Regions from separate parts of the Mus musculus genome. Here region 1 is linked to region 2. Evidence: chromatin contacts called from public HiChIP or PLAC-seq data. All regions are on one chromosome and are shown on one strand. The core of a region is the stretch at or near the end of the contact, and the rest is flanking DNA. Distances in the headings are between cores, read along the strand shown.

Region 1 (7,001 bases), core at 3,047-5,546, 140 kb before region 2:
GAAGTACAGCCAGTCCAGAGTAAGACCTTTGGGCATCCTTAGACATCCCTTCCAAGGAAACTCAAATGTTGGGCACACTGGCCTGGTGCTGCCAGGAGCAGGTAGGACCTGCACCCTGACTCTAATGACATAGCATCAATTGGGCTAAACACAGCACATAAGAATCTTGGTCCGCCTAATAACAAAGATAGAGTTTGGATTTTGCAGAAGGCTCTAGAACCTTCCAAACACATCATGTTTTGGAAGGTTTGGTGGTGGAGGACCAGTGAGGCTTAATGAAAGAGCGTTGGGGACCTGAAGACAGGACAGCTAGTCAAGCATGAGGTGTCAGGTCCATCAAACCTCACTGGTTACCCAGAATGCAACAGGGCTCTGTCTTTTGGGGTTTCAAATACCTACCTGCAAATTTTGAGGACACAAATTCATCTTGTTTGTGTTTGGGACATGTTCTAGAGAAACTAATGAGCAGGTTCCACAGCATCTGTGAAGATGTGGAAGAGGATGTCCCTTAGAACTGATCCTTGACTGGAGAAGGTGGGTGTCACTCACGCACTGAGCTCCTCACTGAGTGGGCCTGTTGAGAGAAGCTGCCGAGTATGAGGCATGGGTCCTGTGGTAGGATGCTTTTATGCTTGTCACTACAAAGAGATCACCAAGGTGGGAGGGCCAAGTACGGAAAGGTTAGCTGAGGTTCTACACCCACGAAAGTCCAGGAAGAGCTTGGAGAATCTATCTGCAACTGACTCGTCCACACAGAAGCATAGTTTCCAAAATAAGCAAGAGAGACACCCTCCCCTTCCCCAGGATTTATTTATTTTATATCTATGATGTTTGTCTGCATATATATACTTTGTTTGTGTCTGGTGCCAATGGAGGCCAGAAGAGGGTGTCCTATCCCCTGCCAGTGGAGTTACAGATGGCTGTGACCCATCACTTAGTGCTTGGAATTGAATCAGCATCATGAGCAAGAGCAGCAAATGGTCTTAACACTACATGGACAGTATTAATTGGTTTCAAACTATGGTTTTTAAAACTAAGCCATGGGCAACAGAGAGAGAGAGAAAGAGAGAGAGAGAGAGAGAAAGAAAGAGAGCACTCAGGGGTTAAGAATGTGCACTGCTCTTGTAGAGGCCCTGAGTTTGGTTCTCAACATCCTGGCTCCAGAGAGATCTGATCTTACTCCTCTAGCCTCACATACATATAGTCACACAAAGAGGTATGGATGTACTCTTTCTAGCCCAAAGCATGGTTTCCCATAACAGCTACACTCATTTATAATTTCTCCCAAAGTAAATAAATGTTATGCAGACTTACACATTCTGCATACTTTTAGGAGCATACTCTCTTTCTTTATATATCCAGCCCCTGCCAAGTTGAAACCAAGAACCCATGGATCAAGTTGGAAGTCTAAAGGGTAAGAAAAAGTTGAAAGCCTGGATCTCAGGTAGCTCATGACCTTTTGGGGTGAAATAAAATTTGTACACAGAATAATTAGGAATGTCTAGGAAAGTTCAATTAGTGGGTAAGGTTTATCTATATGAACTGTAATAATTTGGAAACCTGAGGCTCACTTCAGTATGGTTAACGGAATTTATTTCGATGGCTTACAGATTCCTTAGGAAATTAGCATTTCCCATGGAAGGCTGACAACAAACTTGGATGGGGGCTGCAGTATCGCTGGTGTCCACCAGATGATGCCACTATTCAGTGGAATTCTAGATGGTTTGACTTTGGGGAGGATGGTATAATTGTTGTAAATTTGAGATAATGCCTTGAAAAACACTTTAATTATTTCAGACAACAATTTTCTTACTGTAATTTTGCACAGAGTTCATGCCTATTAGCTATGGAGAATTGGAGAACAAAGAAAGACTCAAATTTGTCTTAAGTAAATTCTCTTCGTTGATTCATTTCCAAAGCCAAGTCTCCCTCTCCTTGTAGTGTTTGCTCTGTGCAAGTCAGACTGGAAATTAATAGAAGATGGCACAGATCTATACCTGGAGACCAAAGCTGGAAGAGAAGACCGCTACCTTAGAGGTAAACTTTTTACTCTATTAGACATTTACTCTCACTAAAATATGCAAATATATTCTCTTCAGTGAGTCTTGATAAACAACAGATTTAGCCCAGCGGAAAAAGCTAGTGTGGACAGCTTGGTGCAATTATATGCAGCATTAATGAGCTGTGGGTTCTTACCTCAAGTGTTGATATTAGTAATCTTTGATAATAAAGGAACATCTAACCTTTGAAGTAAAATGTTCTGGTGTGGCTGGGTATTTCCAACCATAAGCATTTATTATTTTGTTTGACAAATTGGCCTGCTTTGGAATATTAAACACCCACTCTTTAGAGGATAAGGAAGATGAAAGCAACTCCATTCATTGTGCTCCCAAGAATCTCAGAGCTCTTGCAAGGTTTTATCCTGAAGATCTCATCTCCGTGAAACTCAGGAGATGGCTGTCACAGGCATTCTTGTTTCTTGTTCTCATCTCAGGGAGGTAGGCCTGTTGGCTTCAGTCCAGCCCTGCCTGAGACAGCAGTTGGAGTTGTCTGTCTTACTGTGTGCCTCCACACAGCTGTGCCCTCTCAGAGGCGCCAAACTGACATTCTACTAGAAATGCCTTCAGGAGAGGCCTGTCCAGAGGGAGATGGGACAAGTCACAAACACCCTTATTTCTGTTGCTCCCAGGAAGAATTGCTTTTTTTGCATTCTCATGAGACATTCAGATCTCACAGTGACCAAAATAGACTTTTAATGCTATTACGGTTATCGTTATTATTGTTACTATTACCATATTGAGTGGCAGAGTCACCTTATTGCCCAAGCTGACCTTGAACTCCAGGGCTGATGTAATTTTCTTGCTTTAATCTCCTGAGTAGATGTGGCAAGATATTATTATTATTGTCATTGTCACTATTGTTTCAGTGTTAAGGACTGAACTCAGGCACATTACATGCTAGCCAAGTGTCCTACCACTGAACTATGTTTAAGATCTAAAATTGATCAGATATGGTAACTAAAATCCACCGAGTAGTTATAGTCTACACACCATGTAAACTATCATAAACTTGGATATAGCGTCTTAAGTCTTAATTTTTCTGAGCACATTACAAGTTGTACACTACCTCCAGATCTGTCCCATACTTTTGTTGACATCATCCTGATTTTGTAGTTATCATTCTCTTCTGAGTGGTCACAAGCTGTGAGAGGGGTGCATTTTAAATACTAAAGCTGAATTGTGGTTGGCACTAGGCCATCCTCTGCTACATACGCAGCTAGAGCCATGAGTCCCACCATGTGTTTTCTTTGATTGGGCCATTTTCATTCAAATGACCACAGATCCCAACTCACGTGCTTACAGCTTTGACCTGATACTCTTATCTTCCAAAAGTCAGGTTCTGAGTGTTTCAGAAGTAGGAAATGTTTGCGTACATGTAGGGAAATAGCTTGAGACTGATACTTGACATTAAGCCTAAGACTCATGTTTCATATATACTTTATGCACATAATCCAGATGCAAATTAATACAGTATTTTTAAATAAGTTTGAGCTTGAAACAAGGTTTGTGTTGAATGAAGACTTGTCATATCTCACGGGCATTGAACCTGTTTCACATTGTGGAGCACTGTGGGTTTTTGCATGAGTGGTGCTCAGCTTTGGATAAAGCCTAGAACTCAGTGTTCCTCTCTGTTTGGCGCTGTTATGGCCACCCTTGGGCTTGTTACTGTGACTTTGAGCACCCCAGACACAGAACTCCATCTGTGCACACAGTAGATAGAGTAGAGCAAAGTAGAAGACTCACGTGCTTCCTTCAGGACCCCGAGGACTGACTTCTCCTTTTCAGAGAACCTTTCTGGCCCCCTGACTCTGACTAGCCTATCCTGTGTTAGTTATTACATATATAGAAACTCCCAACTGGGTAATTATCTACAACTGTGCTGTTTGGAGTGTCTACACGGTGCATTTAAAGAGTGCCTTGTAATCATGGGTGTCCTGGAAAACCAGTGCTCCCGCCAGCCAATTATCACAGAATCACGGGTCTGGAAGGGATGACAGATGTTATTAAATCCAGCTCTGTCCCCAACCCAAGCCTCAGGGTAGAACCCTAAATTTATCCAGTGTGCTCTGACACAGTCTAATTTTATCTGGAAAATGAAGCATTTCTTGGAGGGAGGGTTTGGGAGTATGACCTTGAATCTGATCACTTCCTGAGAGTAAACCCTCCCACTGCCCGACTGCCCATTCTTTGAGTGAGTCAAAGCCCCAGTTTGTCTCTTTCCTTTGTTTCACCCAGAGTTTCCAGCCTTGGCACCGAAGGATGGGGGTAGGGACTTTTGTAGATGGAACACACTTCCCAGGCCCTGTGGACAGCAGGCCTCGGGCCAACTGAGTCTGGAGCTAGCAGAGGTTCATGCAGCCTGGGTCCTCAGCCGAGGGGCAGAGAACGTCTTCGTCTTTTTCTAAACCAACTGACCTGGGGCAAGCTTCTCGTGTCGCCCTCAGGACGCCAAGTTAGCGAGAGCCTCGGAAGCCGTTCCCCTTGCACGGGCTTCCGACATCAGCTCAGCGCATTCAAAGCAACATCCACCCTCTTCCAGCATTCTCCCCAGGCTGAGGGCCTTCATTCTTGGGGTTCATTTGATCCGTTTCCATAGCAACATCCACTTGTTGCATTCTGAATCTCCCATCGAGGTCCTTGCAATTTGCCAGCTAAGCCACCGATCACAGGCGTGTGCACCAGGTTAATAAGACAAAGTCTGTTTTACTTAGGCCTTCCTCCCTTTGTCCCCTTTCCATTGAGGGCAGCCTTACAAAAGACAGGGCATTTTGGCTTTCAAAATCCTGAGACCTCTGCTCATTATCCTAGACGATACTTGGACTGACTCAGTGTGCACTCCATTTCCATGCTGTCTCTGGGCAGCTGCTCTTCTGAGCAAACCATGGCAACAGCCGGGAGTGAGAGACAGGGCCAGGAAGATGGGTTGCCTTGGGCATGTGGGTGTGTGTCAAAGGTGATACACCCCTTTATTTCAAAGGTAAGACACCCAGGGTGGAAACAATTCCATCATGGTCCTCAGCATCCTTTTTTGAAGGCTAGAATTGAAGTTGGAGTCCAAAGAAAGTCGCTTTGTTTTCAGAGAATTTGGATGTTTCATGTCGGTGACATTAATCAGAGAAGCCCGGAGCTCTGTGGATTCCTGCCGCTTTGACATCTCAGATGTGTACAGACCAGAGTTAGCCACTACTTCCCCAGGGTGTGTTTAGTCTAATAGGTATAAACCAGGACCTGCAAGATGATTAGTGATGAGAGAGAAAAAAACTCTCCCCATAAGCAGAATCGCAGAGAGGAATCCGATAAGGGGATCAGCAGATCAAAGCGATCATTGCAATTGACTATCCCTCTGTACCAACTTGAATGGCATGCTTCCTGCCCACAGCAGCCTCCCCCGCTGCCCTGAGATTTGAAGCGTACGATATCTGTTGATGTTTTGCACATGTTGCTTGTTTGTTGTTTGTTGCTTGCTGCTCCTGGAAGCATGATGGAAAACAAAGAAAAGTGCTCTGGGCTAATGGAGGTACTGCCTTGTGTGTGGCCGAGACTTTAGTGAGGGCACACGGAAGGGCAGCGTTCTTCTCTTTCAGAGACGCCAGGTACGAAGCAGGAACTGACTGGAGGTGCAGAGGCAGAAGGCTTAACTTTCAGAAGAATGCCTGAATGTTCTGCTTGTCTGGTTACATTATGGATTTTAACAGAATCCTTGAAAAGGGAAAACAGAGGAACATAACGATCCAGTGCCTACGGCTTCTTGGCTGCAGATACGCCAAATATGCTAACAAATGAACACAGACATCAAGGGCAGTCTGTGACACAGCATCGCTCTGCAGACCTATTTCAAAGGCAGGCAAAATTAAAAAGGGGGAAATTGTCTAAATTAAAAGTAAATGCTTTTGGCTGCAAACAAGCCAGTCAAACACTTAATAATGCAGTGAAGGAGCCCAGGAGATTGACTGGACTCAGTAGGTCCTGTCGGTGAGGCTGGCACACTACAGACCCTGGGAACCCTCCAGAACCTTCCGGGCCTTTGGGAAGTGGCTCTGAAGCTGATCAGGGTTGGATGGCTGACTCCTAGCTGGCACTGTCCTGTCTAGGCTTGGGAGGCTGCAGAAGTCTGGACTGGATTCTTGGATGACGTTATTCAGTATTAGCATTCCCTGTGGGCCTTGGTCTCCGAGGGCTGCTTCTGTTTCAATGCAACTTAAACAAGTCAGCTAAGCAATCAGGGAGCAAAACTGACTTCCTTCCTAGGAAACCCCAGAAGTAAGGCTAGGCAGGGCTGGCTGGACCTCGTGAGGTTATGAAAGCTGGGCGTGCTTTCTCTCTCCCTCCTTGGCCTTCCGTGGTCTGTCATTTATTGTAAGATTAGCTCTGCTCTTGGTTTTAAGGGGTATGACTATTGCCTTTAGGGTGGCATACATTCCTAGCCATGCTCAAAGACAATGAGCAAAGGCATGTCCCTCCCCAAACACCAAACCAAAGTTATAAATCTCTAACTCCAGTGTAGGCTCCTGCTCCCACCCTTGAGACGTACTCTTAAAATCAATGTGGCAAAGGAAAAAAAAAACAAAGCAAAATAAAACAAAAACCAACCAACCAACCAACCAACCAACCAACCAACCAACCAACATTGGTTAGCCATCAAGTACTTCCTGCCTTAGACTTTTCATTGCCATCACAAAATAACTGAACAAAAAGAATGCAAGAGACCAAAGCATTATTTGGGACCACAGTTTCAGAGGATCAGTTCATCATGGCAGCTGGAAGTGAGGGAGGGAGGGAGAGACAGATTATATCCCCTGTTTTTTCCCTTTCCTGTTTTATCGGAGGGGCCCTAGCATGATGGGATGCGGCTGCTCACAATCACTCTGTTTTCCCTCCTAATCTAATGTTCTTTGGACATGCCCTCCCAAGCTCACCCAGCGATGTTCCACCATAGCAAAC
Region 2 (7,282 bases), core at 1,203-3,702:
GGATACCCAAGGGGACAGTGCTTAGCACAAGGGCACAGGCCCTGTTGTCCCAAGGCCAATAGCTCCTTCCATGAAGCCTGCAGAAGTTATCCAATCCTGGGAAAAAGCAAAGTGACTGAGGGCTCTAGGGTTGTGACTGGGTCTTTTGTTTCTTATAGGGTGGATACAAAGGCAATGGAGAAGAAGAGTGACAGTCCCTGTAGGGTGCCACCTTTCTGCCTTCCAAGGGCACAAGCATGCTTTGCAGAAACTAGAGAATGCTCTATTCTTAAGATTCACAAGAGAGGCAGAACAAAGGCTCTGCTGTATTGTATTTGAATAATTGTATTTTTCTGATCGAATAATTATCATTCCATCTCCCCATATAAATGAATGTATTAGAGGTAAAGGACACCCCCTTTCTTCTCCAAGTGGCCTTATTTTAAGCTCTTGCTTTGTCCAACCGAAGCCCTATCACAAACTGGCCAAGTAGCTACCCTAATCCCATGCATCTCTTGCTTCCTCTGTGAGTCATGTCGAATGCCCAACCTTTTTTTCTTTTTTTTTTTGAGACAGGGTTTCTCTGTACAGCACTGACTGTCAAAGAACTCACTCTATAGACCAGGCTGGCCTCAAACTCAAAGATCCGTCTGCCTCTACCTTCGGAATGCTGGAACTAAAGATGTCTACCACTGTACAGCTATGTCCAACTTATTGACTCAATGGACAATAAGATAGTGAAATGGAAAAAATACATAAGCATTTCATATACGTGTGTGTATGTGTGTGCATGTGCACAGACACACGAACACACATGTGTGTGCATATCTGTTCAAATAACTAAGGAAGTGATGTGGCTGAGAGCAGAGAATGGAAGGGTGAAAAGGCTAGCCACAGAGAAATAAAAAATGGCCAAAGCCATGAAAAGAAGGTCTTAATTAGGCCAAAGAACTAAAGTAATTAGCCATTAAATCTGCCTATCTAGGAGATGAGTAAAGTTTGAATAACGAACAAAGCTGTGCCCACAGTCTGTCTTAGGATGTACAATAAAAATTGCAGAATTAAAATAAAACTGTTTCAGGCTAGATTAACTTTAGGATCTGTATTATTTTTTTTTTTCTATGCAGCTGGGAACAAAACCTCGGGCAAGAAGCAACTTAAGGCAGGCAGGGCTGATTTGGGCTCACAGTTTGAGGATACATTCCACCATCATGGCAAGGCAGTATGTCAGTAAAAGTGTGAGGTGGCTGGTCATATTGTGTCCCAATCAGTAAGCAGAGGATGAATGCTGAGGCCCAGTTAGCTTTCTCCTCCTCCTTCAGTGTGGGCTCCCAGGCCATGGGATGGTGATGCTTACATTCAGGTGAGTTACCCCTGCTACATTAAACAACCTCCTAGTCATACCTAGATATGTTTCCATGGTGATAATATATTCAGTCTAGTTGACAATGATGATTATCCATCACAGGAGCATCTGCCCCCACTTGCATATTTAATATGTATGGAATGTAAGCGCTGGGAATGTGGGGTGGTTGTGCAGTATTTTACAGTTATTCTAGCTCTGGGACTAGAACTTGGCTTTTCCAACTCCAGTAAGAGTTCTGGTGTCTTCTGTTCATTTGTCTATTCCTTAGAGCTTATTACATTAAAGATAAAAGCTCATTCATTCATTTCATTGAACTATTGCTTTGTGCTAAGTGTTTGAAAAGCACTTTTATGTTTGAATATCTACTTCCATTTGTGCGCTTTGAAAGCCCTACCTTTCTTTCTTTCTTTCTTTTTCTTTAAAGATTTGTTGATTTTATATATGTGAGTACACTGTTACTGTCTTCCGACACACCAGAAGAGGGAATCAGATTTCATTACAGATGGTTGTGAGCCATTATGTGGTTGCTGGGAATTCAACTCAGGACCTCTGGAAGAGCAGATGGTGCTCTTAACCACTGAGTCATCTCTCTAGCCCTAACCCTACCTTTCTTAACTTTAAATTATGCTTATCATGTGTGATGAATTAACGAAATGATTATTGTTATAGATCTCTATGTTTTTGTAACACACATATATGCAAAGACTCAACTTCAGCTCTGTTTAATCAGTTCAAGTTTACATAGTCTAACATAGATCACTGTATGTAGTCATGTGCTTCTAGGGTTTGTATGGTTATAGTCACAGGGTACCTCAGGTCATCCTAACAGATGATTCTGAAATAATGGGAGGTGGGGGGGGGTGAAGCCAGAAGAGTTGTTGGGCTATTGGCCTGCCCTGTCTGATCCTGGTCTCAGAGAAGGGCTAGGCCTGTTTTAAGCCAGCTCTCTGTGCATCAGGACACCAAAATAGGGAATTCTTGGGAATAGTGGGTTATATTACCAAGGAGATGGCCAAGAGAATGATTGTTCCTGCAAGCTTCCCTACTGAATAAGGTCTTTTTTTTCTTGTTACAAAGAGTGATTCAAAGCCCTTTAGTCCTGGTCTGGCTGGAGTTGATGTGTGGATGGGAGGGGAGGGGCCTGCCTTCTACCTAGAGGCTTTGTATGAGGCCAATGGGAAGACTTTCAAGAAAGGCCTTTGCTGGCTGAGTTGCTTTGGGGTTTGGATGACAGTTCTGGATGTTATGTACCACGTGGGGAAAAGCCAAAAGCCTTGGGGGTAGATACTGACTGCCAGGACACCATTATTTGGTATCAGAGCTTTCATCTAAAGGATGACGATTGACAGTGAGGTTAAATAGAGGACTTTTTTTTTTTTCTCAGTTTCAGTCATTGATGTTGTTGCTGTTTTGCTGCATAGCTCAGAATGGCCTTTAACTCACAGATCTCGTGACTTGTGCTCTGGAGTGCTGCGACTGTGGGCATGAACACTGTACCTGGCTAGGTTTCAGTCTTTTAGTAAGAATGTGAAGGTTTTCTTGTTCCACTCAGCTCTGTGGCATTCTCTTAGATGCACACTTCTAGTTCATCTTTTATGGTTCCTTCTTGGTGGGTAATGGTTGTCTGAGATGATTTTTTTTAAAGCAAGCTATTAAATATTAGCTTTTCCTTCTTTTACTTTGTGACAATACTAGTCATAGAAAACCTGAGGAATTCTTATATACTTCTCCCCTAGAGTTTCCAAATGACAGTGTTTTAAAACATTTGCCATTTTCAGTTTTTCTCCTGAACCAGAGAGATAAATGCTGATAAAATGTCTCTCTGTTCTTAAATAACACACCGTGTGTGTCCTAAAAACAAAGGATTTCTCTTACAGACATACTTTATACTTTGCAAAATTGGGAAATGAAAATTGATAACATAGTGTTATCTGCTTACAGGCTTCTTTCAGATTTCCCCAAAATGAACAATAATGCCAGTTTTGCTGAAGGAAAAGCACAGGTCAAGCTGCTTTTTGGATTGTTATGTTCTTTGGTCATCTTAATTTGGAACTATCTTTTTATTCATGGAAGTAACATTTTTGAAAACTGTAGACCGGTATTTTGTAGAAGGATTATAATTTTATATTTGTCTCCCATCTTCTTATAGCTAGATCTACGTTAGGCATTTTTTGGTGAGACTAAAATTGATACTACTTTTAAGTCATTAATTTTTAATTAATGTTGACTTAGTAAAGTTGATAGATTTATTTTTATCATATGCCCTTATTTTACCTTAAATGTCTTATCCTATACATAAATCTAGCAAGTAATTTGCAAAATGAGATCAAATAATATTTAGATATTTAATCTAAATGCTGGTTAATAAATTAAAGTTAAACAGACTAAATTACCATGGATCCCTCTGCTCTGTAGCTTGCTTATTTTTTTTTAAGCATTTAAAGCTGTACTTGTAAATACATATGATATGCTTTTAAATCACTTCATAGGCTGGAGGAAGTAAACTTGAAGATCTTAGCACTTTCTTAAGGAGTTTTAAAATTCTACCAAACTAACAGTTATGCCTATATATTTCTAATTCTCCTAAACACTCTAAAAAAAACCCAAAACACTTAAATTTTCCCGTTTTATTCAATCATAGTCTAAAGTCAATTGTGCTCAGGTATATTCTTAATGATGTAAGGTATGTGTGTGTGTGCCTGTGTGTGTGTGTTTTGTATTTGTGAGTGCATGAATGCAGAGACCACAAGTTGGATACCTTCCTCTATCACTCTCTGCCTTATTCCTTGGGACAGGGTCTCTTACTGAACCAGAGACGTATTTAAGCTAGGTTGGCTGCCAGACGTCCTGGATATGTTTGATTCTTCTCTCTGATGCTGAGGTTCCAAGTTTTATTTTGTGGATTCCGGGGGTTCACACTCAGGTTTGTAAAGCAAGAACTCTTAACCACTGAGTCATTTCCCCCAGTCCCCATTCCATACACATTAATCCCTAAGTTAAAAAGATGTTGCTGGGCTTCATAGAAGGCTGTTACCATTATGGATTTTTATCTACTTCAACATCTCTACAATTTATTCCATTTTCCCAAGGTTTGTTATGACACGAGGTCAGTATGGGAATCAACTCTCTTCTAGAAGGCAGGCTAAGGTTGTGGTGCTGATACTTCAGGTGACAGGTATGATAATTTGTGCCACTGCAGCCTTGTTTTTCTAGTAGAGATTTGGGGTTGAGGAGGGGCAAGTCCAGGCTGCTTTTGAACTATAAATAAACCTATTTTTCTGATTATTGTGACAATGTGAAGCTAAGCCTAGCATCATCACCATGACAACAGATACAATCCAAATCCTTCAACTGAGGTGGATTCTCGACCTTGACCTCCTGGCTAAGGTGTTTCTTTCCTCCTTTCATCTGATTTGGGTAGATATCCATCTGTATCCTCATGCAGGATGCAAATGATCTCTTTCTGAGCTTGATTGCACTCTGAATTTGTTTAGTCATGGCAGAAGCATATGGTGAGGCCTATCTGTCTCATTGGAGTTTCATAGGGCCCCTCAAAACCTTTATCCACAGCCTGAAAGCCCACACTGATGGCATGTCTCTTCGATTTCTTCATGTTCATTTGAGGTACAGTTCCGACTCAGACTCCGACTCTTGACTCAGACTTCCAGAAAGAGCTCTCCTGGTACCGTGGAGCTTGATCATGAAAATTCCAACAGCTGCCCCCGCTCTGAACATCTGAGAACTCCATGGACATACTGTAACTAGAGATGACTGTGTTCTCTTTTCAATTTTGTTGTTGAATTGCTTTCAAGCAGATTTGAAGGCCAAGTCACAACTGAACGGATAGAATCAAAGTGGGAAGAGATCATGTGTAGGAACATTTTGAAGTCTTGGATAGTGACTGCTATTTATTGTGATGTGCTATTTATGTTTGGTAATTGCATTTTGTTTTGCTTATACAGAATGCCTTGTATAATAGCAGTTACTATGTTTTGGTGGGTATGTTTTGCTCTGTTAACCTTTGTCCTTCCCTGCTTCTTTTTCTTTGGTTTAGTATGCTTATTACGAGCATATGTTTGCAATCAGTGGAGCTGGGTTTGAATTGTAGTTCTGCAGTTTATTAGCTTTGTGATCCTGGGGGAGTTACTGAGTCTCTCAGAGCTTTTGTGGGTGAGATCTACCTCAGAGTTGTCATAAGGATCAGACAAGCAGTTCCTGAACACAGTACAGTCTCTGGAGCACATGAAGGTTCAAAGAAATGTAACAGTTATTCCACAATGTGCTACCCTCGCTGGGATTTGTTGTCATGGATCATTTCTAATCTGCCCCACCTTGCCCTCTGACATCTTGTTGAGTCATGACAACTCTTGGCTATTCTAAAACTGGCATGTTGCTTGCAGGTACTTTGTATTTCCTCTACTCATGGGAAATACAGAGTTGGTGGTTCACTTATTTTTAAATAAAAAAAATTGTGTGTGTGTGTGTGTGTGTGTGTGTGTGTGTGTGTTGCAGCATTTGTGTGGAGACCAAAGACCAACTTTCTGGACTGCGATCTCTCCTTCTATCTTCTCCTGGTTCCAAGGAATCAAACTCAGGATACCAGACTTGGGCAGCAAATGTCTTTACCTACAGAGCTCTCTCCCTGGCCCATCTTTATTTATCTTAAAGATTTCTTTTCTCCTGTAAGGCACCTTCTGGGGCTACTGAATATTGAGTTCCATGGAACCCAAACTATCTCTCTTACTTACATACATACATTGACCTCTTTTTAAGCAAATTAGTGTGTGTGTGTGTGTGTGTGTGTGTGTTTGTGTGTGTGTGTGTGTGCGTGCTCGGGAATGTGCATGCCATAGCATGTGTGAATGTCAGAGGACTGTTTTGGGAATCAGTTTTCTCTTTCCACTGTGGTATCTGGTGGTTAAACTCAGGTAGTCAGGCTTGCATGACAGCCACTTTTACCTGCTGATCTGTCTCTCTCTCCATCTCTTCTGACCTTAGAATTTTCTAGAAGAAAACAGGCCTATTTTGCAGGTGTTTAGTGCAAATCAGGACATTGTTGTCACTTGCCCCAATAACATAAGACTGCCCCTGTTTCTATTTCAATAAGAAGCCAATTTTATGATCCTTGCAACTTCACCCTCGTGGTCATCATCCTCATTCCTCTCTGAGGGGGTCTCAGAGAGAGAAGTGGCCACTGATGGGTAGAAAGCATGGTCCCTTCCATCCACATCATTCTCTGCTGCCCTCTCCATTCCCATGAAGCCTTTGTTTGGATGATATCAGTCATAAACAATGACCAAGAATGATGTGGTAACCATGACCCTGAATGGGCTTCAAAAGCTGAAAACCCCAGGGGAGAATTCTTCCAGTAGCCTCATTGTTCAGTGACATTGAGCGGAAGATAGCTGAATCAGTTCTACCACTATCTGCTTGTCGAGACAAAACCATCATATCATGGTCACCATCAACATCTTTCCCAGCTTTTCCAACTTGTAAATGACTACCCCAGCTGTGCGAATGAGAAACTATGAAAGAGTAAGAACAGTTCAAATAACTTAAAAAAAAATTCCCATTTCTTGGAATTCTCACAACTCTTTCGTGTAAGTACTCTAGTTGTCTCTCCTTTTTATACATTTGAGGGCAAGTACATGGTTAAACTTACCAGTAGACTAGTAAGTGCTTAGACTCATACACAACCAAAAGGTATGCTCTAATCACTTCTGGGCAGCTGTGCAGCATTTTTGTGTACCTTTTCTCAGTGGGGCCTTTATGTGTTTTTGTGCCAGTCAGGGAAGTTAGCAGAACCTAGTTTGATCTATAGTACTGAAAAACAAACAAATGAAGAAACTAGCCCATCAACTCTAAGACCATCTTCCCTTTGATGGTCCTTAGTTCAACCCATTTTTGGGTTTGAGTCACTGGGTAACCTTAACTTCT

What was found. HiChIP or PLAC-seq counts read pairs in DNA pulled down with a chosen protein or histone mark.
Region 1: an H3K27ac HiChIP or PLAC-seq map of neural progenitor cells shows a contact between it and region 2, with 5 times the contacts expected there. The contact joins two enhancer-like sites. A contact is called at or near these places in 1 of 484 Hi-C or Micro-C datasets (nephron progenitors) and 3 of 115 datasets of contacts at active chromatin or transcription factors (embryonic stem cells, neural progenitor cells and stem cell-derived neural progenitor cells).

The regions. Positions count from the first base shown.
Region 1 is chr2:17,836,851-17,843,851 of GRCm38.p6, reverse strand. No RefSeq gene overlaps it. Among named protein-coding and RNA genes, the nearest start is that of H2al2a, 160 kb to the left of the region's middle. Within about 2 kb of position 4,296, at least 33 of the 459 cell types and tissues checked have an H3K27ac peak or open chromatin away from gene starts, as enhancers often do. A contact at or near this core is called in neural progenitor cells and stem cell-derived neural progenitor cells, where this site is marked.
Region 2 is chr2:17,693,826-17,701,107 of GRCm38.p6, reverse strand. It overlaps a transcript of Nebl not described here. Among named protein-coding and RNA genes, the nearest start is that of Mir6419, 130 kb to the right of the region's middle. Within about 2 kb of position 2,452, at least 27 of the 459 cell types and tissues checked have an H3K27ac peak or open chromatin away from gene starts, as enhancers often do. A contact at or near this core is called in neural progenitor cells and stem cell-derived neural progenitor cells, where this site is marked.